Regions from separate parts of the Mus musculus genome. Here regions 2, 3, 4, 5, 6 and 7 are each linked to region 1. Evidence: chromatin contacts called from public Hi-C, HiChIP or PLAC-seq, capture Hi-C and promoter capture Hi-C data. All regions are on one chromosome and are shown on one strand. The core of a region is the stretch at or near the end of the contact, and the rest is flanking DNA. Distances in the headings are between cores, read along the strand shown.

What was found. Promoter capture Hi-C pulls out the DNA fragments that hold promoters and counts their contacts. Hi-C and Micro-C count contacts between places; a contact is called where the count stands out from the background. HiChIP or PLAC-seq counts read pairs in DNA pulled down with a chosen protein or histone mark. Capture Hi-C pulls out chosen DNA fragments and counts their contacts.
Region 2: a Hi-C map of LSK cells shows a contact between it and region 1, with 4 times the contacts expected there. The contact joins the enhancer-like site here to the promoter of Cyp1b1 in region 1. A contact is called at or near these places in 2 of 39 promoter capture datasets (both in liver), 8 of 484 Hi-C or Micro-C datasets (LSK cells, embryonic stem cells and palatal mesenchyme) and 5 of 115 datasets of contacts at active chromatin or transcription factors (astrocytes, bone marrow-derived macrophages, embryonic stem cells and 1 more).
Region 3: a contact with region 1 is called in an H3K4me3 HiChIP or PLAC-seq map of embryonic stem cells, with 18 read pairs. The contact joins the promoter of Hnrnpll here to the promoter of Cyp1b1 in region 1. A contact is called at or near these places in 4 of 39 promoter capture datasets (the C10 cell line, neural stem cells and stem cell-derived epiblast-like cells), 1 of 484 Hi-C or Micro-C datasets (embryonic stem cells) and 8 of 115 datasets of contacts at active chromatin or transcription factors (craniofacial prominence, embryonic limb bud, embryonic stem cells and 2 more).
Region 4: a capture Hi-C map of macrophages shows a contact between it and region 1, with 2.7 times the contacts expected there. The contact joins the promoter of Gemin6 here to the promoter of Cyp1b1 in region 1. A contact is called at or near these places in 1 of 39 promoter capture datasets (cranial neural crest), 1 of 484 Hi-C or Micro-C datasets (embryonic stem cells), 1 of 115 datasets of contacts at active chromatin or transcription factors (embryonic stem cells) and 1 of 9 other capture datasets (macrophages).
Region 5: an H3K27ac HiChIP or PLAC-seq map of heart atrium shows a contact between it and region 1, with 4 times the contacts expected there. The contact joins the enhancer-like site here to the promoter of Cyp1b1 in region 1. A contact is called at or near these places in 7 of 39 promoter capture datasets (3T3-L1-derived adipocytes, the C10 cell line, cranial neural crest and 3 more), 1 of 15 datasets of contacts at CTCF or cohesin (large pre-B cells), 4 of 484 Hi-C or Micro-C datasets (B cells, muscle stem cells, nephron progenitors and 1 more) and 7 of 115 datasets of contacts at active chromatin or transcription factors (embryonic forebrain, embryonic stem cells, heart atrium and 1 more).
Region 6: an H3K27ac HiChIP or PLAC-seq map of microglia shows a contact between it and region 1, with 7 times the contacts expected there. The contact joins the enhancer-like site here to the promoter of Cyp1b1 in region 1. A contact is called at or near these places in 4 of 39 promoter capture datasets (the C10 cell line, cranial neural crest and pre-B cells) and 4 of 115 datasets of contacts at active chromatin or transcription factors (embryonic stem cells and microglia).
Region 7: a contact with region 1 is called in a promoter capture Hi-C map of stem cell-derived epiblast-like cells, with 5 times the contacts expected there. The contact joins the enhancer-like site here to the promoter of Cyp1b1 in region 1. A contact is called at or near these places in 10 of 39 promoter capture datasets (the C10 cell line, cranial neural crest, embryonic stem cells and 3 more), 3 of 15 datasets of contacts at CTCF or cohesin (the NIH/3T3 cell line, embryonic stem cells and large pre-B cells), 34 of 484 Hi-C or Micro-C datasets (the AML12 cell line, B cells, Sertoli cells and 16 more), 15 of 115 datasets of contacts at active chromatin or transcription factors (T-cell acute lymphoblastic leukemia, astrocytes, bone marrow-derived macrophages and 4 more) and 2 of 9 other capture datasets (embryonic stem cells and pancreatic islet).

What each region holds. Positions count from the first base shown.
Region 1 is chr17:79,713,770-79,717,035 of GRCm38.p6, reverse strand. Cyp1b1 (cytochrome P450, family 1, subfamily b, polypeptide 1) reads left to right here and starts at 1,975. Exons shown (of 3, transcript NM_009994.2): 1 at 1,975-2,349; 2 at 2,724-3,266. The coding sequence starts at 2,725. RefSeq lists enhancers at 950-978, 1,091-1,120, 1,111-1,141, 904-1,172 and promoters at 904-2,102, 1-2,108.
Region 2 is chr17:79,346,265-79,350,078 of GRCm38.p6, reverse strand. The region is part of intron 1 of Cdc42ep3 (CDC42 effector protein (Rho GTPase binding) 3); the gene reads left to right. Among named protein-coding and RNA genes, the nearest start is that of Gm17315, 6.5 kb to the left of the region's middle. Within about 2 kb of position 1,993, at least 103 of the 459 cell types and tissues checked have an H3K27ac peak or open chromatin away from gene starts, as enhancers often do. A contact at or near this core is called in LSK cells and bone marrow-derived macrophages, where this site is marked.
Region 3 is chr17:80,060,810-80,064,367 of GRCm38.p6, reverse strand. It overlaps Hnrnpll (heterogeneous nuclear ribonucleoprotein L-like), which reads left to right and starts at 2,100. Exons shown (of 13, transcript NM_144802.4): 1 at 2,100-2,711. The coding sequence starts at 2,376. It overlaps 4933407O12Rik, which reads right to left and starts at 2,146. Exons shown (of 2, transcript XM_006525248.3): 1 at 1,796-2,146; 2 at 906-1,695. The coding sequence starts at 2,128. The coding sequence ends at 1,570.
Region 4 is chr17:80,222,272-80,225,751 of GRCm38.p6, reverse strand. It overlaps Gemin6 (gem nuclear organelle associated protein 6), which reads right to left and starts at 1,301. Exons shown (of 3, transcript NM_026053.4): 1 at 1,082-1,301; 2 at 1-131. The coding sequence starts at 112.
Region 5 is chr17:80,167,377-80,171,010 of GRCm38.p6, reverse strand. The region is part of intron 4 of Galm (galactose mutarotase); the gene reads right to left. Among named protein-coding and RNA genes, the nearest start is that of Gm51284, 26 kb to the left of the region's middle. Within about 2 kb of position 2,095, at least 159 of the 459 cell types and tissues checked have an H3K27ac peak or open chromatin away from gene starts, as enhancers often do. A contact at or near this core is called in heart atrium, muscle stem cells and nephron progenitors, where this site is marked.
Region 6 is chr17:80,138,319-80,142,038 of GRCm38.p6, reverse strand. The region is part of intron 2 of Galm (galactose mutarotase); the gene reads right to left. Among named protein-coding and RNA genes, the nearest start is that of Galm, 13 kb to the right of the region's middle. Within about 2 kb of position 2,073, at least 93 of the 459 cell types and tissues checked have an H3K27ac peak or open chromatin away from gene starts, as enhancers often do. A contact at or near this core is called in microglia, where this site is marked.
Region 7 is chr17:80,007,034-80,010,651 of GRCm38.p6, reverse strand. No RefSeq gene overlaps it. Among named protein-coding and RNA genes, the nearest start is that of Gm22215, 25 kb to the left of the region's middle. Within about 2 kb of position 1,636, at least 44 of the 459 cell types and tissues checked have an H3K27ac peak or open chromatin away from gene starts, as enhancers often do. A contact at or near this core is called in bone marrow-derived macrophages, craniofacial prominence, differentiating embryonic stem cells and 4 more, where this site is marked.

The DNA of each region.
Region 1 (3,266 bases), core at 726-3,225:
AGAAAAGACTGCAAAAGTTACTGAAAAGACTTATAAAAAGGCCTTTTCTTAGCAGGCCAGGAATTTTATTGAAAGATGTTAGACTCTCTTTCAGACATTTTCATTAAGTTCCTTTATAATGTAATCAGTTGTTTTAATGTCAGCTGTGGGACAACTTCTACTGGCCTTGCTCTTGGCCAATTCAAGGGCAAAGAGTGAGCATAGCTTTTCTCTGTGAGTCTTATAATCCTCAGTCATGAAAACAAAAAACAACATCCTTTTGGCTGATTCAAAACTTATTACACTTATGTACACGCAAGTGTGTGTGCTTTGGCATGGGCGTGGAGGTGAGAGGATTACTTGAGCCTTGTGCCCTGTGGCATCTAGTTCAGGTGGTCAGTGTTGTTAGCAAGCACCATTAGCTGTTGAGCCTCTGGCCAGATCCTATGCAAATTTTGTTTTGGTTTGTTTTGCTTGTTTTGTATTGTTCAGCAAGAAACTTGTTGATCCTCTTAAGGGTGCTTTTAATAGACCCGTATGAGGGATTTGGAGTGGAACTTTGTGAGTTTAAATCCTGTCTTCACCTATAGAGAACATTGTGATTCAGATAATAGTCTCATAATCTCTCTGAATCTCTTTATTTGTAAATGAGACAATAACACAACGCTGGGAACGGGTTATCCAGAGATCACACCAATGACCTGGGGCTACAATTCTTCCTTTATTAGAAGCAGTCTACCTCTTTCTTGGGTTGCCTTTTCCAGAGCCTAACAGAAACCTTGTTCTCTCAGGTGTTTTGCACGATACCTTGCATTGACCATAAACAAGAGCAGTTGCTTCCCAGGCCTTTTGACATCCTTGGCTTTCTCTTTGAAGAAAGCGTCCCCGAAGCTAGTTTGGGAAACAAGCTGAGTGAGTGGGGGTCGACCAGTTGGCTGCGATCGAGCATCCTCAGGGCAGGCCCTGCGGGCGGCAGCTGTGCGTGCGCCGCCAAGGGTGGTGGCGGCAGGCACCCCGCCCTTGGCCGCCGCCTCGGCGTGTCAGGTGTCGTGAGAAACGCGGGAGGGGCGGCCGCGAGCAGCGCCCAGGGAGATGACTGGAGCCGACTTCCCAGAAGCGGCGCACGCAAGGCACAGCTCCGCACGCAAGGGGGAGGCGACAGCAGAAACTTTTCAACCCAACCGTTTGTTGGCGTACAGAGCCGCCTCCTCCTCCCACTCACCGCCCCCTCTCGGGTCTGGCGCTCCAGGACTGTCTCTGGTGCCCAAGCTTGGATCACTGCCTGGGGCGACCTGAGCTGTCACGCGTGTCCAGCAGGTGGCAGAGTTCCTGTCGTTTCAACGCGGGAAGCCTTGCCTTCTGAGAGCTTTGTGTGCAGAAGGATGGTGCACGCCTTGGGGCGGGAGAACTTTAAAGGTTTCCAAATCTCAGAGGTAGAGATCTGTGCACACAAAGGGCCGCGGCCGTGGGGCCAAATGCTTTGTAAAACCTTAAGATAAAGATAAATGCAAGGCAAACCAAGCTGTCCTGATATTAAAATAGCAAGTTTCTTTTCCTGGCTCGGTGCCTAAGGATCATGAGCAAGGCACCAAACTCGAGTCACCTGGAGGAGGAGGGCGTGCTCCTGGTTGAGCTTTGCTCCAGCGCGCAGAGGCGTTGGAAATTCTGTCCCAAGCTCGGTTCTGAGGAAAGCGTGGGGGTCTTGACTGGGGGGTGGGGGGTGGGGAGGATGACTGACGACAAGCCCTTGTCGCCAAAGGAAAACTTTACAAGGCGGATCCTAACAAAGCTGCCAGCTATTGTTTCAGGAGGGTCCCAGCCAGAGGCGCGGATTTCCCACTGGACCACCCTGGGTCACTAAGCACGGATGTGAGACCCAACTCACAGATCTGTGGATTTTCGCAGTGCGTCCCGCCCCTCACGCCCCACCCCCTAAGGTCCCGCTTCCTCCAGTCTCTACCCAGTCCTTAAAACCCCGGAGTAGAGGGATGGCGCATCGCCTCTGGGGTGCGTTGCAGACACCTCTGCGACGCCAGCTTGAAAACTGCCAGCGGGCTGGGATTTAACTCCACTTTATCAACTCCCACCCCCGACCCTTCTCAACTGCAACCCCAACTCCGTGAGAAAGCCCTGACTTTGCGGGGTCCCAGGTGCAAACTTGAGACACTTTTGTCCCTGTCCTCCATCCTAATCTAAGTTTAGGCTCTGATTGAGTCAAGAGTAGGTGCTAAAGCAGCGGGCCTCAGGTGTCTAGGTCTCGGGGTCCCTGGGGACTCTCAGGTTGAAGCCTTGCCAGAATCTGGGCAGAGGCTCCAGAGCTTCTCCCAGATCCCGCTGCTCTACACCGCTGGAAACCACGCTTCATCGCAGGTCAGTCTGTCCGCGGAGCCACTTTCCTGAGGTCTCTTCAGGGCAGTTCTTGAAGGTCAGGGGTGGGGGTATTAGGTACTTTAAAAGAAACCTGCCTCAGTGTCTGCCACCCACCGGCATTGTGTCGGAATTCTGGGAACCGTTAGGCAGCTGGGGATTTGGAAGCCGATAGGTCTCTGCTGGAGGCTGAGTTGGGTAGGAAACATAGTTTTAAGCATCTTGCCCAGAAAGCTAGCCTTTACCTGAATTATGCACTGCCTCCTCTCTACTCAATCCCAGGGTAAAGCCCCATGCTGGGGCCGAGACGCGGGACGGAGGGCACTCTTTTTTTCCTTTGCACACCTGAGTTTCACGGTTTGCCTTTGTGTCCCCAGCATGGCCACCAGCCTTAGTGCAGACAGTCCACAGCAGCTGAGCTCGCTGTCTACCCAGCAGACCACTCTTCTGCTACTCTTCTCCGTCCTGGCCGCCGTGCACTTAGGCCAGTGGCTGCTGCGACAGTGGCAACGGAAACCGTGGTCCTCGCCCCCAGGTCCCTTTCCTTGGCCACTGATCGGAAACGCGGCGGCTGTTGGCCAGGCGTCGCACTTGTACTTCGCTCGCCTTGCAAGGCGCTATGGCGACGTTTTCCAGATCCGTCTGGGCAGCTGTCCCGTGGTGGTGCTGAATGGAGAGAGTGCCATCCACCAGGCCCTGGTGCAGCAGGGCAGCATCTTCGCGGACCGGCCGCCCTTCGCCTCTTTCCGTGTGGTGTCTGGTGGCCGCAGTCTGGCGTTCGGTCACTACTCTGAGCACTGGAAGACGCAGCGACGCTCGGCCTATAGCACGATGCGTGCTTTCTCCACGCGCCACCCGCGCAGTCGCGGTCTTCTCGAGGGCCACGCGCTGGCAGAGGCTCGAGAATTGGTGGCAGTGCT
Region 2 (3,814 bases), core at 744-3,243, 370 kb after region 1:
ACTACAGGAAGCCAGTTTGTGACGTGCTGACCCTCTTCCTGCACAGCTTTGCAGAGTACCCACTATACCAGTGGCAGTGACTCCCTGTGGGCAAGGCTTCTACTGTGTCTCAGAGCGGTTCGCCCTCACAATGGCTGCAGGACTTCTCCGGTAGAAAACTCACTCTCGGGAGTACCAAGCCACAGTTGCACAGATGACAACTGTGTGTGTTGTGCGTGTGCCTTGTAGGCTGCTGAGCAGGAAGAGCAAACCAGGAAGATGCTGGCAATCAGAAGTGGTGGTTCTGCTTGGAAGCAGGCAGAGGGAGCACAGACTGGATCTGAAAACAGAGGTTGGCAGCTTGGTGAGCATCCATACGGTGTGATTCCGGCCTCTGGAAGCCTGTTTGTCATCTCTAACAGGATCTGGTGTTTCATGAGTGCAGATCATCTCTAGCTCTAGATTTCAATAAGCCAGTATCCATGTGACTTATCAGCATTAGCCTATCCTGCTAATAAAGAGGGGCCTTGGGCTGGAAAACAGCCATGTAGTTCTCTAAGGAGCCAGCGCAGGCTGGAAGGCAGAAACTTCAAAGACAGGCTTCTGTTTGGACAGCTTACACATTTGGGAATCTGTCTTGTTCTGGTGACATCCTGAAGGTCATATTTAGAGACACATGGCTCCCTTTGGGCAGGCTAAACTGCATGTGGTATTCTCACGTTTAGTCTTCAGAATGAAATGTCTTCTAGTCATGCTGAGTCGGGGTGTAATGGTAAGATGAGTTTCATACTCGAGCTGGTGGCTTTTATCCCAGGATCCTTCATGAAGGACTCCTTAATCCAGTGGCTCACCTGCGGAGAGGTGATCGCTGCCACCAGCCTGCTGGGGAACACACAGCACATTCAGTTGGGTCTCAGTTGTTGTGTAAGGAGTCCAAACAGGGATTGCTTCGTGCTCAGTTTTGTCTTAGGCAGGAAGTTTGACTCTTGGAGCCGCATCATTTGGAAGACTTTACACGTTAGTTAAAACAATCAATTAGGTATCCAGATCCTAAAGTCTAAAAGAAATAAAGTTGGAAGAAACTTCTGTGACGGCTATTTTTGGTGGTCATCCTGACTGTATCTGGAATTAACCTAAAACTCAAGCTGCTGGGTACACCTGCAACAAATTTGCATCATTAGAACTGGGAAGACCAATTTCTAATGCAGATCTCGAGAGGTGAGAAGGTACACCTTTAATCTGGGGCTCCCCTTCTGGTGGCAATCTGTAAAAAGGACTTGGAAGGAGGAGGACTGCTCTCTTTGTCCTCTTGCCATCACTGGCATGGGAGCCTACTTCTTCAGGAGTCTGGCTTCTACTGAAGACCAGCTGAGACATCAGCCCTGTGCACTGAACAACTACTACTGGACTGATTCTCGGACCTTCCATTGGTAGACAGTGTTGTTGGACTAGCTAGATCACAGCTTGTAAACAATTCCAATAAATCCCTATGTTAGTCCTTCTATATGTGCTGTTCCTCTAGAGAACTAATGCAGCTTCCGAGTGTGAGTTTCTAAAGCCTGCCTGATGCATCACTGCTCTTTCCAAGTCACTATTACTAACCTCTGCCTCTCCCTGGGGTTGGGGCTCATGGCCTACCAGCCATTCGCCAGGCACTTCATGCCTCAAAAAGATGCCCATAATTCTATTTAGAGTTTGCAGAGCAGGAAACTCAAGTCTCAAGAGGAAGTCACTGGCACCGATTAGCACTGTCACACCAGGAAGGGGAACAGAAATGCTAAGGCTGGGAGAAAGTATTTAGATGAACACCGGCTTCTAGAGCACCTTATAACATGGGGTCTCCAGACAAGTTCCAACCCAGCAGGAGATGGAAAGGGGTCTGGCTGGGGTCCGTGCAGGGAGCCGTCAGGGGCTTTAGCTTTCTCTGTCACCACTTCAGCTCACAAGTAAGCTTGTGGTAAGCTAAGATGCCCAGGTCTGTTTTTATAAGAGCTGCCAGCCACATCCTGCCTTCTTCTGCACTTATGTGATTATGTAACGAGCTTTAACCCAATTGCAGGACTTCCTACTTATTCATCTGATTCTTGTTGACTTCATCCTGCTGCTATTCAAGTCCTACAAGGCAGTTCTATACTCTGGCCTGTCACTGGCACATGGAGGGGTCCCTGTGGGTCCCCTGCTATCTAGAGAGAAGTACAGCTGCTATAGCCTTCAAGTCATTGTGCTATCATCAGGGCCAGAGACATACCTCATCTTCCCACCTAGCAGCTCTCTCCAAAGAAGCAAAGGAGTCAAGGTGCTGAGGAGACAGACTAGGACCTGCTTGGCCACATTTCTTGAATGCAAAGATCTCAATATTACTAAAAATAGATGCAACAGTCAGTAAGGAGTATTATCCTCATTTTGAAAATAATTTAGACTGTGTGTGTGTTTAAACTATTCTATAGTTTTTCAAAGGCTCTGCACAGTGACCAGAAGGAGACAAGTATTTGCTGGGCCTTAGGACATTCCATCCTCTGTAAGCCTTGAGAAGGCTGTTCTCAAATGAAGTGGAGTCCTCTCTTGTGGCTGTTACAGGCCCCACCCGGGGCTTCCCTTTGCTATAGGATGCCCTTTGTGGTTTCCTGATATTTCCTCATATGCTTTTAGGTCACATGAGCCAAATTCTCCTGAACTTACTTCCACTTGAAAGGAGTGGTCAGCAGAGCGGGCTCATTGCTTCTCTAGAATCTCACTCTAAGTTGAACTTGAACTTGAATGTAATCAGGAGATTACATTGAATGGCCCAAGGCGGTCGTAACCCTCTGATATGATACTGGTTAGCACTTTGCAGGCACGGGTAGAAGCTGTTTCCCCTTTAAATAACATTCACAAATATATGCTCTCTTTAGTTCCTTCTATGAGTAAAATAATTAATTCTCATAGATGACGGCCTAATCGGGGTGGGGGTGACATGCAAGGAAGCAGTAACTACAATTCGGTGTGATGGTTAGTGGATGTCAGATGCACACATGATGCTAAGGAATTCCAGAGGCCTTGGCAACAGGGAAGAGCTACAGCTGTAGGGCTGGGCAGCCCCTCGGTTTGCCTGTGTGGTCCTGTGCAGTCCTATCCCCAGGCTGTAAGGGTGGGCCTGCCTCTTAAGGGTTTTAAGATTATGGGTGGATTCTAGGTAAGAAGAGAAAGAGGAGAGGCAAATGCACGCACAACACGGCAATTGTGGGGGCGAATGAGGAGAGATTCAGTGATAGGGTTTTAGACTTGACAGGAGAATGAAGCCAGGGAGAGGTTAAAATGATAGCTGGGTTTGGCCATTTACAAAGAAAGAGAAGAAAGCACAGAAGGCCCTCACCATGGCTAGTCAGAGGGAGGAAAGATGGAGTTTCCCAGGAAAGCAAAGTCGGGAACCCCAGAATGCAGGAAAGAAACACAGTGCTTCACACTCTCTGAGAAGAGCCACTGCTTTGCCTTTGACTTCAATTTTCAATCTGTGGCAGAATTGATGGAACTTACTGTGCACAGTGAAATCTATGACCCGGACCCCACACAGCAAGATCAACAGTGCAAAAACCCCAGATTTATCATCAACCACTTCAGTGAGAAAAGAAAACACCAACCATATGCTTGGTTGCTATGGCAATGTCAAAAAAGTTTCTAAGACCTTACTTTCAATTTCTTTACCTATGGACTGGTCTGGTCCATGGACCACTTTGAGGGGTTCTAGTCTAGACTTAAGTAGGTCTGTGTGAGCTGAAGTTGTCATTAGAAATGGTAGTTGAAGCCTTGTGCAGGGCGTGATGGGGGTGGACAACAAAGCTTTGTAGAGATGCAAGCA
Region 3 (3,558 bases), core at 851-3,350, 350 kb before region 1:
CAGGAGTCCCAGCCAGCCACACTCTGCTTCTTTGCATCCTTCCCTTGTTCTCTTGTTTCTTGCCCTCTTCCGATGAAAGAGTCATAGCAGGAAGCACATCTCATAAAAGACATTTATTGGAAGGTCGAATCCAGGGGGAGGAGAGAGGAGTCCAGAGGTGGCTGCCCTCTTTGCTCCTGGGGAGAGGACAGCCGGGGATTGGACAAAAGGCAGGCACATAGAGGATTTCTTAGGAGGGTGGAGACTTCCAGAGTCAGGATTGGTAGGATTTCAAGTCTTGATCTTAGGGAGTTCAGGGATTGGCTGGTTTTCCTGCTCAGTGATTGGTGCTTTTTCCCCCCACCCACTTTGTTTTAACTGATGCCACCATTTTGACAGGTGCGGCCATCTTGACAGTCCCTGCAGAACACTGCTCAGTGACATGGTGACTATGAAGGTGTCAGAAGGGAGAGCATCGGATCCCTAGGAAGAGCACCGGGAAGCTCCTATGCTTCCCTGAGGGCTGCACCGCCTCTGCTGAGCCACCTCTCCAGCCCTAAACCTACGCCTTTTAGATCTTAGCTTTTAAAACTTTTGTACCTGAACTTTCTTGCACAGAAACTTTTGCACTGTCAATTTGTATGGAGCATCTGACTCAGACAAAAACTTTTGGGCAAAACTGGTGCAGTGTTTTTCTGACTGCGGATGCAGTTGCTCTCGCTCAGGACGTTTCCTTATCTGTCCCCAGCTCTGCAATTCCTTCTTTGATATTTCTTCGGTACACGTCAGTCTTATCTTAATTTTAAAGACATATTTCTAATTTTCAGTTCTGCAAGCGGCCTCTCTCTCTCTCTCACACACAGTGGTACAGTTTGCAGAAACGCTTAGATTCCTTAGGATTCTAAAATGACAAGCGACGCAAAGTATAAAGGAGAAAGCAACATATGTTAAAAGAACGATCACACATCTTTCTGGGGGAAGAAATGCCTTTGGGGGAAAAAAAACAGGCTAGAGGAGGGAACAACCCACAACTGGGAAAGGAAGAGGTTCAAAACAAGTGCGCAGAACGAATCTTAGTTTTCCAAGGCTTAAAGTAACAGGGCACTTAGGGCGCGGTGGGTTTCTTGCTAGCTAGACACCATAATTTCAACCCAGTAAGTTGGTCACTGAAATCCATTCGGGGGTGGATTGGGTTGGGGTGAACTGTACTGGAACTAGATTATAAAAATGAACACAGTACCTGCCCTTAAGCACGTCCAGTTTTGTTTTGTTTTAAAACAACACCTTTAGTTATTCAAAGGCCTTTTGCAAATAGAAACAGCTAAAAACCTTAAAACAGTCTTTAGGCTTCACAGAGGAAGTGAGTTGTGGGCTGGAAACGAACAGGATTGTGAGAGTTTCCTATTTTGGAAAATGAAGACGATCATTCAGAACAGTGAGAATAGGGGTTTTAGAGGAAGGTTGAGAATATGTAACTGCAGCAGGGACTTGGATAGGTATGTCTGCAGCAATAGGTCCGGTTTGCAGGTCACCTATGCCCTGCGCAGACCTGTGTGCATCATCTCGCTGGCTCGCCACAGTCAGTAACAGCTAACGGTTGTTCTGTTTAGTTAGTGGCGCAGAGTCCACGCGCTTTCGGGGGCTGTGTGTGGTTAGGTGCGCGGAGATTCTCCAGGTTTCCCTCATCTTTTTAAAGATTCTCCAGGTCTCCCTCATCTTTTTAAAATGAAGAAGAAAAGCATTCAAATTAGCGGGAAGGCGGTTAACACCCACAGCCCCGACTCTGCCGAACGCATCGCCGGCTCCTCACATTCACCCGGTATCTCAGCGGCGGCCAGGGCCTAACAGCGCTAACCGCCACGGGGCTGCAACCGCTGCGGAACCGCGCGCAGCGGGCGTTGCACGGTCCCGACCGGAGCCCAGCGAGAGTCCAGGCTGGGATTCTGACGAGCAGTTCTTCCAGCCAATTGGAAGCCAGATCGACTTTCGCTCTTCCAATAGGAGGCGGAAGTTCGGCAAGGGGGCGGAAACTCTCGGGCCCTGGATCCCATCCCGCCCGGCGGCAGTCAAGGCGGGGTGGAGGCTCCGCCTGAGCGGCGGGGAGCGGATCAGGGAGGAGGGAAGACCGGAAGCCACGGCCCGGCCCCATCCTTACTTTCGCGTCCCCCCCGGGGCTGGGAGCCGCGAAGCTGGCGGAGGGAGAGGCTGGAGGCTGGCTGAGAGATAAAGGGAAGCGTCCCCTCAGCCCGCGCTCCCTTCTCAGTCACGGGCTCCTGGAGCGCGCCGCGGAGGACGCCGGGCCAGCTCAGACCCGCGCCGAGGAGGCGCAGCCCGCGGCGGGGACCGATCAGCGACATCTGAGGCCCGTCTCCCGCGCCGTCTCCACCGCCGCCGCCATGTCCTCCTCCTCCTCCTCCTCCCCCAAGGAGGAGACGTACGAGGAGGACCGGGAGTTCGAGAGCCAGGCCAAGCGCCTCAAGACCGAGGAGGGAGAGATCGTCTACTCGGCCGAGGAGAGCGAGAATCGCCAGGAAGCGACGCCTCAGGCGGGGAGCGATAGCGACAGCGGCGGCGGCGACGGAGGCGACGGAGACGGAGGCAGCGGCGGCGGCGGCGACGGCGAGGAAGGCGAAGGTGGAGAAGAAGGCGACGAAGGCGACGGCGATGAGGGAGGGAGCGGCGGCGACGAAGGTGGCAGCGGCGGTGGCCCTCGGAGCATGCCCCTGTCCACGGTAACAAAGCGCGGCGCCGCGCCGCGTCCCTCCAGCAGGGCCCGGCGGCGGGGGTTCGGCCTGGCCGCCTTTGCCGCTGCGTGCACGCCGAGCGCGTAGCTGGCGACTCGGACTGATTCTTTCCTTTATTGCCCACGATCCCCGAATCCCGAATGCCGGCTTTGGGTGGGCTTGGGGTGCCGGGCCTCCCGGAGTCCGGGCCCTGAACTTGGGGAGGGTAGCGGGGTGGGGGCGGCGGGGGCGGGCGGGTGTCGCTTCCGCTCCGGGAGGCTGCGCCGCGCGCCCTCGGCGGGATCCGCTCTTTGTTAGTTGAGCAACTCCGGCTCCGAGGCTGTGCTGGGGACCCGGCCTCCCCGACCCGCATCATCCTCACGCTGGGCAACCATAACGGGAAGGCTCTCGTGGCCTCGTCTCCGTGGGAACCGCGATGCAATGACAAATTGCGCCCTCGTGCTCTCCCCGTAGTTTAGCCCTCGCTAGTTTAATATCTTTCTATAGAAAAGGCTTTGTGGGCATGGGGTTCATTCAGGCCAGGCAATGGCCAAGATAAGTTTTCTTGTTACAGAAATGAGTGGGCCGGTGATCTAAGTGTGTGTGTGTGTGTCTGTCCCTGCTGTCAAATAAAAGGCGTTCAGATGACGAGAGTTCTTCATTCATAATGTACTTCAAGTTTGTCCCCCACAGAAGGAAATGAATGCAGAGCTGTGGGAATTCAGTCACACATTCCTCGAGTCCTCCTTTATCAGAAACGTTTAGCTGGAGGCTGGAGGAATGTGGACAGCGCAACCCACAACTTCAGTTCCATGGAGACTTTAAGGAAACAAACCAATCCGAACGGTTTTGACTC
Region 4 (3,480 bases), core at 52-2,551, 510 kb before region 1:
GATCTGTGGTTAGAAGCCATCCTTTATACTCCTTCTCACAGGCTATCACTCTCACTTCTTTATAAACGTAATCTTCCCATTCTAAGGGGCTTTTCTTCATCCATTCGCTCATGGTTACCAGTTGCCCAGATCTAGAACCATTATCAATTTGGGTTAATCACTATGGATATTCCACACAAGCAAATGTCTTTTTTTAAAAATATTTTTAAAGATTCATTTATTTATTATATGTAAGTACACTGTAGCTGTCTTCAGACAATCCAGAAGAGGGAGTCAGATCTTTTTACGGATGGTTGTGAGCCACCATGTGGTTGCTGGGATTTGAACTCTGAACCTTTGGAATAGCAGTCAGTGCTCTTACCCACTGAGCCATCTCACCAGCCCAAGCAAATGTCTTAATGATCGCCATTCTGTAGGCAGTCTGTAATTTGCCTGAAAATAACGAGTTTCTTAATGCAAGTAAGCACTGATACATAGAGCCAGTCTTAACTCACACCTACAGTCCCTACCTACTAGTAGTGCTGAGACCAGCCTGGTAACATAGTGTGCCGTCTCAGATCTCAGAAGAACAAGCAAAACGCCCATCTGGGGTATAAGAAACTGATACTATCTTTGGAGAATTCTTGAGAATGTTTTGTTTAGTATATCTGGGAAGGGGTATTTATAATTCAGACTGATGGTAATAGTGAATGGCCACAGGTACAATTCTTAAAACTCCTGTGGCATGTCTAGTCCCACCCTCTGCTCCCAATTCCGGATACCGCTTTCAACCTGGCTTTGAACCTGGCCCGTAGATAACTCAAACTCTTCGGGGCTGGAGAGATGGCTCAGCGGTTAAGAGCACCGACTGGGAGGTCAATTCCCAGCAACCACATGGTAGCTCAAAACCATCGGTAATGGAATCCGATGTCCTCTTCTGGTGTGTCTGAAGAAAGCAGTGGTGTGCTCATATACAATAAAGAAATCTTTTTTAGAAAAAAGAAGAAGCAGCCACTTCCGTTCCGCTTTCCTTAGATAAAAGGATTTCGCCCTAAACCCCTGACAGACATAACTGATGCGGAGTTCTCGGATTCCCACCTACTCTTTCTAGATGACTCTCCACGGGCTTTGCGCCAATTTTCTCGTAAAGCGCTGAGGACCCGTTAGCGAAGCTCTAGAGCTCCAACACCAGGTCCTGTCCAGAGGCCGCCATACCCAGAACTCTGCACGACTCAGGGAAACGCCGCAGAGACCCTGGCTATATTTCTACTTAGCTCACACGCCGCCGAGCGGGCTTGAGTCGGCCCGCCTGAGCCCAGCATGCTTTGCTCCTGACGTCATTTCCTTCCCCCAGAATCCTCCATCCTGTAGTCCTTTGCCTCCGTTCTTGCACTGCAGGTTGTGTCCAAGGGAACTTGAGTTCTCCTGGCCACCGTGAACGTCTCAAGAAATCTTTGTAAGAGGAAAATGTTCGTACCTCAAAGCTTTTTAAGTGGGGTATGAAAATGCGATTTTGCCCTGAATTCAACACAAAGCTCTCTGGGTAAACCTTAAGGCTCTAAAAGCCGAGGTGAATGGCATGAATTCTGGTCTAGCTCGTTTTGGAGCCGGTTAAAATGCGTGCACCTTTGGGGACGTGTTCTCAGTAAATCTCAAGAACAGTGGTGAAGTTGGGAAGATCAGCACTGGATTTTTTTTTTTTTTTTTTTTTCGAGACAGGGTTTCTCTGTGTAGCCCTAGCTGTCCTGGAACTCACTCTGTAGACTTCGCCTGCCTCTGCCTCCCAAGCAGCACTGGATTATGTTGTTTCTGCTTCAGATTTCTGGGCACGTAGCTGACTGGGCTCTGACATACTGCAGAATCTTCGAGACTGTGATACTGAAAAGTGGTGCAAGGCAGTAAATGCTAAGATTCTGCCTATACTGAAAAGAGAAAAAAACAACCCTCTCCCCCGCCAAGACAACAACTACAACAAAAAAACCCACCAAGGGCGATGAACAAAAACTGAGCTATAAAATTGTCAAGCCAGAGGTGGGCGTGGTGGCGCACGCCTTTAATCCCAGCACTCGGGAGGCAGAGGCAGGCGAATTTCTGAGTTCGAGGCCAGCCTGGTCTATAAAGTGAGTTCCAGGACAGCCTGAGCTACACAGAGAAACCCTGTCTCAAAAAAAAAAAAAAAAAAAAAAAAAAGATTGTCAAGCCAAGCAGCAGAAACATTAAATATGAATCGGTTTTTTAAAATTACTACTTGAAATTCCATATCAAATAATCCTTCCCAAAACCTTCATTTATTGAATGATTGACTTCATATTAATGAGATTTCATGGATTAAGTTAGAGTTTATCAGTTAAAACCCTCTATAAAGCTACAAGAGCTAATGTAAATTCCAAGTTATTAAGAGTGTGGGAGAAAATGTTTGACCTTTAAAACTACAGAATAAAAATCTACAACTGATTTGTGACAACTGTTCAGTTGCATTTTAAGTTTCATTCTTTACTGCAAACCTGTTTGGCTTATGTTTTCTTCCCCTTTTGAAACAAGGACATGTCCCTACTCTGTCCAAATTATCAGAAATTTAAGTTGCATTTGGGCCACATGTGGTGCATAGGACTTTAATCCAAGCTTGTGGAAAGCAGAGGTAGGCAGGGAGTTTGGGATCAATTAGTCTACATAGTGAGTTCTAGGCCAGCCCTGCTACAAAAAAAAAAAAAAAAAAAAAATTAAAAAAATTTAAAAATCAGTTGCAACTAGATACAAGATATTTAAACTATTCTAGCTTTTTTTTTTTTTTTTTAAATTCGAGACAGGGTTTCTCTGTGTAGCCCTGGCTGTCCTGGAACTCACTCTGTAGACCAGGCTGGCCTCGAACTCAGAAATCTGCCTGCCTCTGCCTTCCAAGTGCTGGGATTAAAGGTGTGCGCCACCATCACCCGGCTTCTAGCTTTTCTAATTCACTCAATTAGTACCAGCCAATTGAAATGTCTCTTCTTTATGTATATGCTTAGTAGTCATCAAGATTATATTGATGAATGCTAGGAATGGCTCCATTAAAAAAAAAAAAAAAAGCCCGGTATGGCTCATTTGCAATTTCATGGCTGGGAAGTGGAATCAGAAGGACCCGTGGGGCTCACTAGTCTAATTGTAAAATCCTGAACCAAAGAGACACTGTCTCAAAGAATGTGGGTGTATTTCCTGAAAATGACACCTGAGGTTGCCCTACACACACACAGAAGGAAACAAAAAAATCCGATCTAGAAAAAGAATACATTAAGGGGCTGGAAAGAGATGGTTCAGTGGCTAGGAGCACTGGCTGTTCTTTAGAGAGCCGGGATTTCCCACATGACTGCATACAAAAATGTCAAACTCCCAGGAGATGACACCCTCATTTGGCCAGCAGGGGCACCAGCCACCATAGTGGTGCTCATATGGTGCTCAGACATACATGCAAGCAAAACACCCATACACATACAACATATATATATATATATGTATGTATGTATG
Region 5 (3,634 bases), core at 846-3,345, 450 kb before region 1:
CTTTTCTATCAGCGCGTACAACAAACACACAAAGGCGGAGATGCTTCAGTCAGTGTGAGCAAATCAACAGTTTTCAGAAATAGCAGGGCAGTGAAGAATTGAAGAAAGCAGGACTCGTTCCTAATGACAACTCCCAAAATAGGGCCAAGTGGGGCTGCAGAGACTAGGTGCGTACCCCTGGATTTCGGTGGGTATCAGAAGTCATCATCACTGAGAGTGTTAACCCCAGTTCCCTGGAGCATCCTGCTTCCCATCCGGCAGGCAGACTCCACAGAAGGAGTGGTCAGGACTGAACCATTGTTTTTTTAGAAAATAATTGTCAAAAAGATTTTTATTCTATAAGTGTTTTCCTTGCACCCATATGTGTGCACCACATGTGTGCCTGGTGCCAATGGAGGTCAAAGGGCAGTCAGATCCCCTGGAACTGGGGTTACAGATGGTTGTAAGCCATCATGTAGGTCCTGGAAGCCACACCTGGGTCTTCTACAAAGGCAACAAGTGCTTTCAACCATTGAGCCATCTCACCACCCACTCACTTTAAAAACTTTTTGAGGTAATAAGTCAGTATGTAGCACAGGCTGTCTTCAACTCCAATTTATCAACTTCCTGCCTCAGATTTGACAGGTGGTGGTGGTGATGGCACTTGTCTTTAACTCAGGAGGCAGAGGCAAGAGGATCTCTGAATTCCAGGCCGAGGTTATACAGAGAACCCCTGTCTGGAAAAAAAAAAAAAGAAAGTATATATTTTTATATCCACCTCAGGCCTGCAATTTTATTTTTGAAACAGTCTAATAATTGAATTTTATTTTTCTGTGTACAGGTATCTCTTGCCTGTCTGTTTGTCTGTGTACCACGTGTGTGCCTCCTGAGTTCTCAGCTTCCTCAAATGAAGCACCCGGTGATACTTATTTGAAAGGGTTGTTCAGGGGTTAGGAAGCACTCAGCTGGTAGACTAGTCATCTAGCCTGGGGTATATGAGACAGCTTCAAAATAAGTAAGCAAAGAAAACAACAGCCAGGATGTGGTATAGCGTATCTGTGATACCAGCGTGCCAGGCATATACATATTTAACCTCACACTCGGGGATGGGGGGTCGGGGTAGAGACAGGCAGATCTCTTCAAGTTTGGGGCCAGCCTGGTTTTGTTTTTTAAGACAGAGTCTCCCTGTGTGGCTCTGGCTGTCCTGGAACTTGCTCTGTAGACCAGGTTAGCCTTAGACTCAGATCTATTTGCTTCTGCCTCCTGATTAAAGTCCTTTGCCACCGTCACCCTGCATAGGCCAGCTTGGTTTAAGTAGCATGTTCAAGGCCAGTTGGAACTATACAATAAGACTCTCTCCAGAACCAAATTTAAATAAATATTAAAAAAAGAAAAAAAAGCCAGGCGGTAGTGGTGTAAACACTTACTCCCAGCTACACTTACTCGGGAGGCAGAGGTGGATCTCTTGAGTTCAAGGCCATCCTGGTCCACAGATTGAGTTCCAGGACAGCCAGGGCTAAAACAGAGAAACCCTGTCTTGAGAAACCAAAAGGAAGAAAAATGAAAAGCCTTTTCAATACTTTGACCCGGTGGACAATGAGCAAGGTGATATCCTTCCCCAGGGACACCCAGCTGCTGCTGAGCTCTGGGATCCAGATGTGATGCCTTCCAGCTGTGACACCCCAGGATTACTGGGGTGTGAGACAAAAGCAGCGAAGCTGGGTGTCGACTTGCGGAATACTCTGTGATATTGGGTTATTTTTTTCTTCTTTCTTTTAAAACTTTTAATTTTGAGACAGCGTCTCATATCGCCCAGGCTGCCCTTGAGCTTGTACAGCTGAGAAGGCTGACCTTTTCTAAGCCTGCCTCTACCACCTGTGCTGAGGTCATGGGTGTGGCCACCACGATTGGTTTTATGCAGTACCGAGGATGGCCCAGAGACCTCATTCATGCTCTGTGGCATTCAACCAACTGAGCTTCATCCCCACCCATTTGTGTCTTAATAGAACTTTCAGCTAGCCTGATTTAAGGAAACCGCTGGCTGAAAGCCATTAGCTGAAGACTGACTTGAGGAACACACGTTTAGTGATGGAGCCCACGAATGGCGTGCTAGAGGGAGGAGGGAGAACACAGGGAGCTACTGTCCACTGGAGACCATAGAGGAGCTGGGGAGAGCAACAGAAGGGGAGAAATGGTGCCAAAATGAGAAAGCAACATACGCTCCTGCAGGCTAGCTGGAGCTTTGTTGATAGCTGCTTGGAAGGAGACTCAAGGACCACCAGCAGCAGCAGAACATGCCTCACCTACGGGCTTGTGAGAATCACGGACCCAGTAGCTCAATCAGAGAATGCGGAGGCAGAATCTGTATTTAACGACCTCCCCAGTGATTGGTATGCACAGACCTGAGCACTGAGGCGCTGCTACACAACGGGAAAAAAAAAGATAGAGGGAAGAAAAGCTGGCAACAGGAAGCACTCCCGAGCAGAATTCTGGTCTCCATGGGGACGGCCCAGCTGTGCTTACAGCCCAGCTGCTCCAATTACGTCTGTCTCTTTAGCTAGTCAGGTTGGGAATAGCCAGAAAGATTTGCATGAGGAGGCCTGCAGTAATGGGGCTCCTGGGCACAGGTATTCGTCTGATATCTAATTAAGCCATCTTGGTTAAGTCATCTCCTGAATGGCAGTTATTATTTTAGGAAGCGACATAAAGAGGATGATAATGAAAGGTGACACCCTGGGTGGGAATTCTTACTTCATTCCAGCAGCCAACAAGGAAAAGCACCTTGGGACTTTCCTGTAGAGGTAGCATTTTGGAAACATTTCACAGACCCCTCGGTCTCAGCACTCCTCTGCACTTTTCCTCTGCTGTCTGGTTGTGTTGATGATGTCATTCCGATACCATGTGGGTGGGTCCCGCTCTCCCCAATCTCTTTCTCACTCCACTGAGGGCTTTCTGATTTTTTTGACTCTGACTCAAAGGAAGGAGGGTGTCGCTTCCAGATATGACGTGACATCCACAGCAGGAAGAGCTGAGCTGAGCCGCAGGTCACTTTCAGATGAGAGGGCAATTCTTCATGGTTAACCCACATAAGGCATTTCCTGACAGTGTTTTTCCATCTTAGATGGCCATCAGCACTGAACACAGGGATTTGCCATTAGTTAAGAAGTTCACTCTGCCGTGGCTCTCTGCCCAGCTGTGGCCTTCATGCCTTCTGGCTGTACCGCAGGTGTGAGGTTCCAGATAGGTCTGATCTTCTCCAGAGACCGCCAGGTCCCTGGTGTCACCGTATTTTCTTACTATGTATCCTACCATCCTTCACATCCTTTGATACTTATGAAAGACCCATTGTCTACAGCCTAAGCTACTGGCTTAGTGACCTTTCTTGACCTGTCTAACACTCTGACCTCCTGCCCTTGGATCTGACAGAAACCCTAACTGTGGGCCAATCCACGTTCTTTGTCCAGACTTCTGAAAGAACCAGGAGAAAATTCACAGACTGAGGCTATTCACATTCATCATTTGGATTCCCCAAGTTCTCCCACAACCATTTCAGTTCTCAAGTCAGTTTCCCTCTCCCTTAAAACCTTTCTACCTTGAGTGGTACCCAACCTCTCCGTGACACCCTCTCCCCTCTTCCCTGCCTCTTCCCTTTCTC
Region 6 (3,720 bases), core at 824-3,323, 420 kb before region 1:
TCTACAGAGTGAGTTCCAAGACAGCCAGGGTTGCACACAGCCAGGACTGTACAGAGAAACCCTGTCTCACCACCACCCCCCCCAACAAAACAAAGGAACATATGTAGGCTCTAGGTTAAAGTTAGACTGGTTTCGAACTTGTAATCCCTTTACTGCTTCTCCCTCTTTCCTCCTGGCATGCATGACTTCAACTGACCAGACCAGGTCTGGTCTACTCAACTCCCAGAAGAGTCTGCTCTTCAGCAAAGTGCATTTGACAGGATTGGGAGCCTAGCAGGGATGAAGGCCCCACAGTGAAAGCCATCACATTGAGAACAAATCCACTGAGAGTAGATGGATGATACCTTAATTAACTGGCAGAAATGATAAACTTTCAAAGCATCCAAAGACAGAAAATCTAGGGGTTGGAGAGTTAGCTCAGTGGTTAAGAACACTTGTTGCTCTTGCAGAGGACCCACGTTCAATTCTCAGCACCCACATCCTGGATACAACCATCTGTAATTCCAGTCCTGGGAAATTACAAGATGCCCTCTTCTAGGCACGCAGGGCACAGATACACATGCAGGCTAAATACTCATGCACATTAAATAATAAAATGAATAAATCTAAAGCAAGAACAAAAAGGAGCCCAGGGGAGCCACAAGCCAGCTTTGTGGGCAGCAGCATAACCGGAGTTCCACTCCTGGAACCCAGGGCAGAATCAGAGAATGGATTTCTAAAAGCTGACCTACGACTTCCACATGTACAGCATACACAGACACACAGACACACACAGGTGTGCACATGTATGTGTACATGAGAGCACACAGAATCATATAGACAGACACACGTAAGCAGACACAGATATATACATGAACACACACCCAAAGATACATAGAGATACATACAACACTAATGAATACAAATTTTAAAATATTAAGGAAGCCTGTTTCATGTGTAACCTTAGGGGAAAAAAAATCAAAAGAAAAGAAGAAAAATCATCAAATGGAAAATTTCAACAATTAAATGCTTGAAATAAAACGTTATTGCCTTGCCACCTACATTTTTGACCTTTACAGAAGGAACACAGTGGAAAGATTTTTTATCATCCTTAGCTAAGTGCAATTCCTATCCACAGAACCAGTTTCCTGACCCAAAGTTTCCAATTTTCCAGAAATTTCATATCTTTAGTCTTTCTTGTACTATTTCTAGTCCTGTCAGGACTCAATTTTCATTTTTTTTTTTAAAGTGTTGCTATAATAGAAAAAGCACATTATCTCCAAACTAAATTATTCATTGATTGTTGCAATCCAATAGGGTGAAGCATCACGGTCAATGCTGCTGCTTGTGCCACTGCAGTAAACTTCCTGCCCCAAACTCCAGTGGCTCCACAGAAGCCAAGCCTTGCCCTTCACAGTCATCTCTTGGGCATCCACAGATGGACAGACGCTACCTGCTCTTCAGGAGCTCAAATCCCACCAACCCTGTTGCTCACACTCCCTTCCTACAGCACACTGTTCACATCTGTGCTTCTCTGTTATGTAAGGGGCCATCCATGGATCCCTAGGAGTCCAAGCCTGTTAGTCTTGCTGGTGCGCAAAGAGACTCACACCACTAAAGGGCACTGCTAAGACTGGAATGTGCTGCCCCAAACTCTCATCTGTTGGAAACTTGATTCTCAAATTCATTGTATGGGTATTTAAGGCAGAGCACCTGACGGACAGCTAGGATTAGATGAGGTTGTGATAGTTAGCACAGCCCCCACCCCCCGCCCCCCCCACGGTGGTTTTGGTGGTTTTGAAATAAGAGGAAGAAAGACCTGAGCCGGCACAATGATTCTAAGATGTCTTCTCCACCTTAGGATAAAGCGAAGTGTACATCTGAAACAAAGCCAGAAGCTGGTGTCCTGCCCTTGAACTTCCAGCCTCTAGAAATGGGGGCTAACTTAGACCTTTGTTTTAACAAAAGTCACCTGCTCTGTGTATTCAGTTGTACCGATATAAAATGTACTGAGGCAGGGTTTTAAGGGATGTGCCTCAGACGGCTGAGTGACTACCTAGCTAGCATGCAGGAAGCTCTGGTTCAGTCCCCACTACCACATAAAACGGGTGATTCCTGGACTAGAGAGCTGGCTCAGCAGCTGAGAGCGCTGGCTGCTCTTGCATAGGAGCTGACTTTGGTTTCTAGTACCTACATCTTGTAGCTCACAACTGCCTGTAACTGTAGCTCCAGGGACCTAACACCCTCTCTGGCCTCCCTTAGGCACCTCCCCCTATACACACACACATACACACACATACACACACACACACACACACACACACTGAACACACACACAAACACACAAATACATAATAAAAAAATCTTTAAAACAAAACAAAACAAAACAAAACAAACTGGGCTGGAGAGATGGCTCAGCAGTTAAGAGCACTGGCTGCTCTTCCAGAGGTCCTGAGTTCAAATCCCAGCAACCACATGGTGCCTCACAACCATCTGTAATGAGATTGGATGCCCTCTTTTGGTGTGTCTGAAGATAGCTACAGTGTACTTACATAAAATAAATAAATACATCTTAAAACACACACACACACACACACACACACACACACACACACACACACACACACTAGCAATTCCGGCAAGGGAGAGCTAGAGAGAGGACAATCAAAAACTCAAGATTATTCTCAGCCACTTAGTAGCCAGGTCAAGGCCAGCACGGGGCACATGAGATCCTGTCATGAAAAGACGATGTATGGAGACAGATCTTTTTGTCTGTGTTAGGAATACGTGCTAGTAAACACCACAGAAGGAGGAACAAGCTACTTCACGTTGCTGTTTTCAGGCTCCTCTGAAGATTCCTGTCCCAAGGAAGTCTGGGTCCAACTTCTCCTGGGTTGAGGTTTGTTCGCGGACCTGGAACATTCTAGAGATCTTCAGCCCTAATGCTGGCAGAGCTGACATTCCTCTCTCCCTTCTGCTCTTCCCAACTGTGTGATCCGGTTCTGGGTCATAGACAGGAAGCTGGTAACAGGAGCGGGAAACAGAGCGTCCAACTTCCTTCAACAGAAGAGGTAGTGGCCGGAGGCAAGAGAAGAAGCATGGCTTGCGGTGGCTTTTGGCTGCCGCCCAGATTCTCATCTTCTCTGGCTAGAGCCTAGGAAGTAACCTAAGCCCAAATTCCTCTGAAGTTTTCTCCCTCAGAGCTCAGAATGAGACAGCTCAGAGCCGCTGAGCAGATACACAGCGGGACTGAGAAGCAGGAGGCGGGGATCTGTCCATCCCAGAGGATCTACCTGATCCACTTACTTTCCTGACCTTGTTTCCCAGAGATTTGCTTAGATAATGGGAGTGTTTGTCTAGAAATGGGAACCTGGAGACAACCTGACCTAACTTTGAGGAACAAAGCAATTCGGTGGGAGGGTACACGCTAAGTGTTGAACACGCTATGCATGGGGGAGGGGACTGAGGACAGATACCAGGAGGACTGGAGGACATGAATACTTACCGTGGAGGTGGGAATGAGGGCTTGGGGCCAGGCAGACAGGCCTGGCTATCCCTCTAGGAGATGTCTCGCTTAGGGGTGGGGGTGGGGCTCAGCATTTTCATTTGGTGACAACTCGTGGTTTTAATAAGTTTTAATGACTAGAGAACACGCGTGTGAGTGCCTGTGCTGTAAGTCTCAGGGATGATCATTAATCTGTAACCTGGTTCCCTGATAGTGACACGGCTGTGAAAGCCATG
Region 7 (3,618 bases), core at 387-2,886, 290 kb before region 1:
TTGTGTGTGAGTGTGTGTGTGTGTGTGTGTGTGTGTGTGTGTGTGTGTGTTTTACGGAGGATAAGAAGCCTTGTAAGTCTCCTGCATCTGTGGCTGTGGAGCCTCTCCGAACCTTTTATCCATGCTTGCCCTTGGATTAGAAAGAATCCCTTTCCCTTTGAAGCTTCCATCTCAGGACTAGAGGACTCTATGGATCACCTCCCAATTCTTCAACTTTCTGGCAAAACGCACGAGTGTTTTTAAACAACTCCTGTGGGTGTCTAAACCCAAAGCTCCAAGCCGCAGGGATAGAGAACACCTTTCCCACTGTATTATAGACCTTCCCGCTGCCTTTCTATTCAAGGTTGCTATACAAAGGTTTGACTTCAAGGCCTGAAACGAGCGCTCCCAAGTGCTGCCGCATAGCGGACCAGACAGATGGGACAGTGTTTATGAGGTTGTCCTCCGTTACCTGACACCAGTCTCCACGGGAATTAGCAGAAAGCAACTCGAATTTCAGAGGACATATTTCTGTCTGAGGTCGAGCTCTCTTCTCTCTCCAAGGACCTGTACCACATCCTCCCACAAATAAGCCTTGTTATGTAATGACCTACACAGAAAGTACAGCTTCCCCGGGGATGCGCGGAGAACTGCGCAGCGCCTAAGGGGACAGCGAGGCTTCTAACAATTGAACAGGGCTCACTGCTGATCAGGAGCCAACCCCCCCCACCCCCACCCCCGTCTCTGCAGAGTGCTCTTTGGAACTGTTCTCTTCCTCCTTAGCTTTCCCTTGTGCATCTTGCAGTTTCTTCAATATTCAAGGTGGCCGCGCACAAAACCTACAGGCTCTCTCTCTGCCTCCTTTTGTCCTGGGCCTTTTACCCATAAACTCAGTGCTGCAGGTCGCCTCTTCATTCCATTCTCCTGGGACTGATCTTAGCTAGGGTTCTACTTCCAGTGCTTGTGTGCACCGCGCTATCTAATGTGGAAACGGACTCATTTAGTTATTTCCAAACCCGAGGAGAGAGGGCCAGAAGGGACCTCATGTTCCTTACCGAGGCCTCTGCATAGCGCCACATCCGTTCTCTGTAACTATGGATTCTGATATTGGGAACTTCCCATGAAAAGGGAGGTGGTTGGGGGGATAAGGAGTCATTAAGCACCTCAGATTATGTGTATTATACTGGACCAAAGTTCTCCATAAACTAAAACCGGAATTCGATGCTATCGTGCTCACAAACTCGAGCATTGGACTCTACATCCATGACTGAGACCAGTACTAAACTTGAGAATAAGTTCATGGACTACCTGAGGCCTGCTTAGTAATACTTCATGTTTTCTTTCGTTCCTCATTACACTAGCCATTGAAGAATGATATGTTTTAAGTATTTTATTTTGCTTTTAAAGACAAAGTCTTTCCACGCAATTCATAATGGCCCTGGAACTTGCTCTGTATGTAGTACAGGTTAGCCTCCTGCCTCAGCCTCAGCTCGGACTACAGATATGTGCCACACTCCCCCCTGCCCTCCGACTGAGTATGTGATAGTTTGAGAACTATTATGCTAGCTTTTTCTGTGGTATTAAACGCTGGCTCTCAGCCATTGAAACTCCAGTGTGTGTAACACTAACACCTGGCAAAGCGCCAACTTCCTAAATGCCTGCTGACAGTCATTTGCAAAGCATAGGAAGTGTTCTGTTGACTGTTAGAGTGAGGAGCTGGGAGACATAGGGCCTAGGTTTCTATTTTCAGCTCAGATACCAACGGAATAATAAACAACCACAGGGGGTTCCTTCCCTGAGGTCTTGAGACCAGGAATGAGGAAACATATAGAAACAAAGACGTTTCAAGTGCCCGACATTAATCCGCAGTCTTTCTGGAGAGCAGGGCTGTGATTTCTGGGTTTAGGGTTTTCACTAAGGTGAGAGGTGACAGGGCCTCCATTTCTTCATCTGTGAAATGCAGAGGTTGGCCTGGATGATCTCAAATGTCACTGGCCACTGGAGGATCAGGGACTTCAATCCTGACCTCTCTCCCAGGGTTTTGGCTTGTTCTTCCAGTTCTTCAGAGATCTGATTCTATTCTTCAGCCGGCAGCCTCAGTTTGGGCAGCCATTCTCTTTGATGTGTCTGAGGAGCTTGGGGAAAAAAACAGCAGGTCACAGAACATAGAACAGACAAAATCCGAGGCCACCTGTGGCAGAACCTTGGCAACCTTCCAGAGAAGAGGTGAGCATTTCAAAATCACATCTGTTATCAGGGAAAATTTACAATGTTTCAACTAAGCCCCATTGTGGGTTTTTACCTGCGAAAAGAGAAACAAAACCCAAACCATTCTTTTGAAGAAGACACTAGCTGACCTTCCATGCAGCATAGCATAGAGAAGAGGCTGCTCCAAGCTCCTGTCACTGTTGCTATTATTGTGTAAATATTGATCTTTATTATTTTAAAATTTGATCTTTATTATGTTTGAATTTAAAAAAAAAAGAAATAAAAGGAGAACATGACTGGAAATATAAGCTAGAAATAAAAGGAAATAAACAGCCAAAGGTAGAGACATCTGGCAAACTCCAGAGTGAACAGGCCATGCGAGGATAGGGGGAGGGGAAAAGGAGCAAGACGGGTGGCCTGCGGTAAGAGTCTGGCCAAGAGACTGGTGTAGCCAAAATGGCTGAGTTATATAGGTGCCAAAGGAACTATCCAGAGGGAAGCCGGGAGTTCGGGATAGAGGGACAGGTATGCTAGGCAGGAGGATACTATAACTATAACAGGTCGGGACCAAGGGATGCTGGGAGAACCTGGGGGCCAGCATCAGCTTTGAAGTGTGTTAATAAGTATGGTAGCTACTTGTGTGGGGTTTGAGCCTTAACAGTTTGTGTGTGTGTCTGTGTGTGTCTGTGTGTCTGTGTGTCTGTGTGAATGAATGCTGTGTGTCTGTGTGTGTGTGTGTGTGTGTGTGTGTGTGTGTGTGTGTGTGTCTGTGTGAGTGAATGCTGTGTGTTTGTTGCTCTGCCTCTCAGACCAGGCATGTATTAAAGGAGTCTGACAGCTTCATAGTAGTGTCTCCTTTAATACCTTTCTTTTAGTCCTAGGCAGAGACAAGCTGCTCTCTGAGTCGGAGGCCAGTCTATAGCACAAGCTCCAGGCCAGCCAGGGCTACATGGAGAAACCCTGTCATAAAAAACCCCAAAACCAAACCAAACCAAACCAAACCAAACCAAACCAAGCCAAGCATAAGTAATTTGGCAAATCGATGGTGTACAGTATCTCCTAGAGATACTGATCTTTCTTCCTTTGTACAAGAAAGACCATGTTTCATGTTCTAGGAGTATATTTCTGTTTAGGCCTCTCACAGGACTGGTCACATCTCGCGTGTGTGTTTGGTTTCAGACCCTGGGACAAGGGACTGAGGTGCATATTTTTGCACATCACAGCAGACCTGGCCTCCCAGCATCCCTCACTCGATGCCTGGCATACCCTGCCCCTAACCCTGAACTTTCCAGCGCAGGGGCTAGGCCGCCCTTCCCCAAGATGTTCTTCTCTATATAATCCAGAGACTTGGTTTCCTCCATTCTCTCTCTCTCTCTCCTCTCTCCTCTCTCTCTCCCCTCTCTCTTTGCCTGCTCGCTCTTTCTTTTTCTC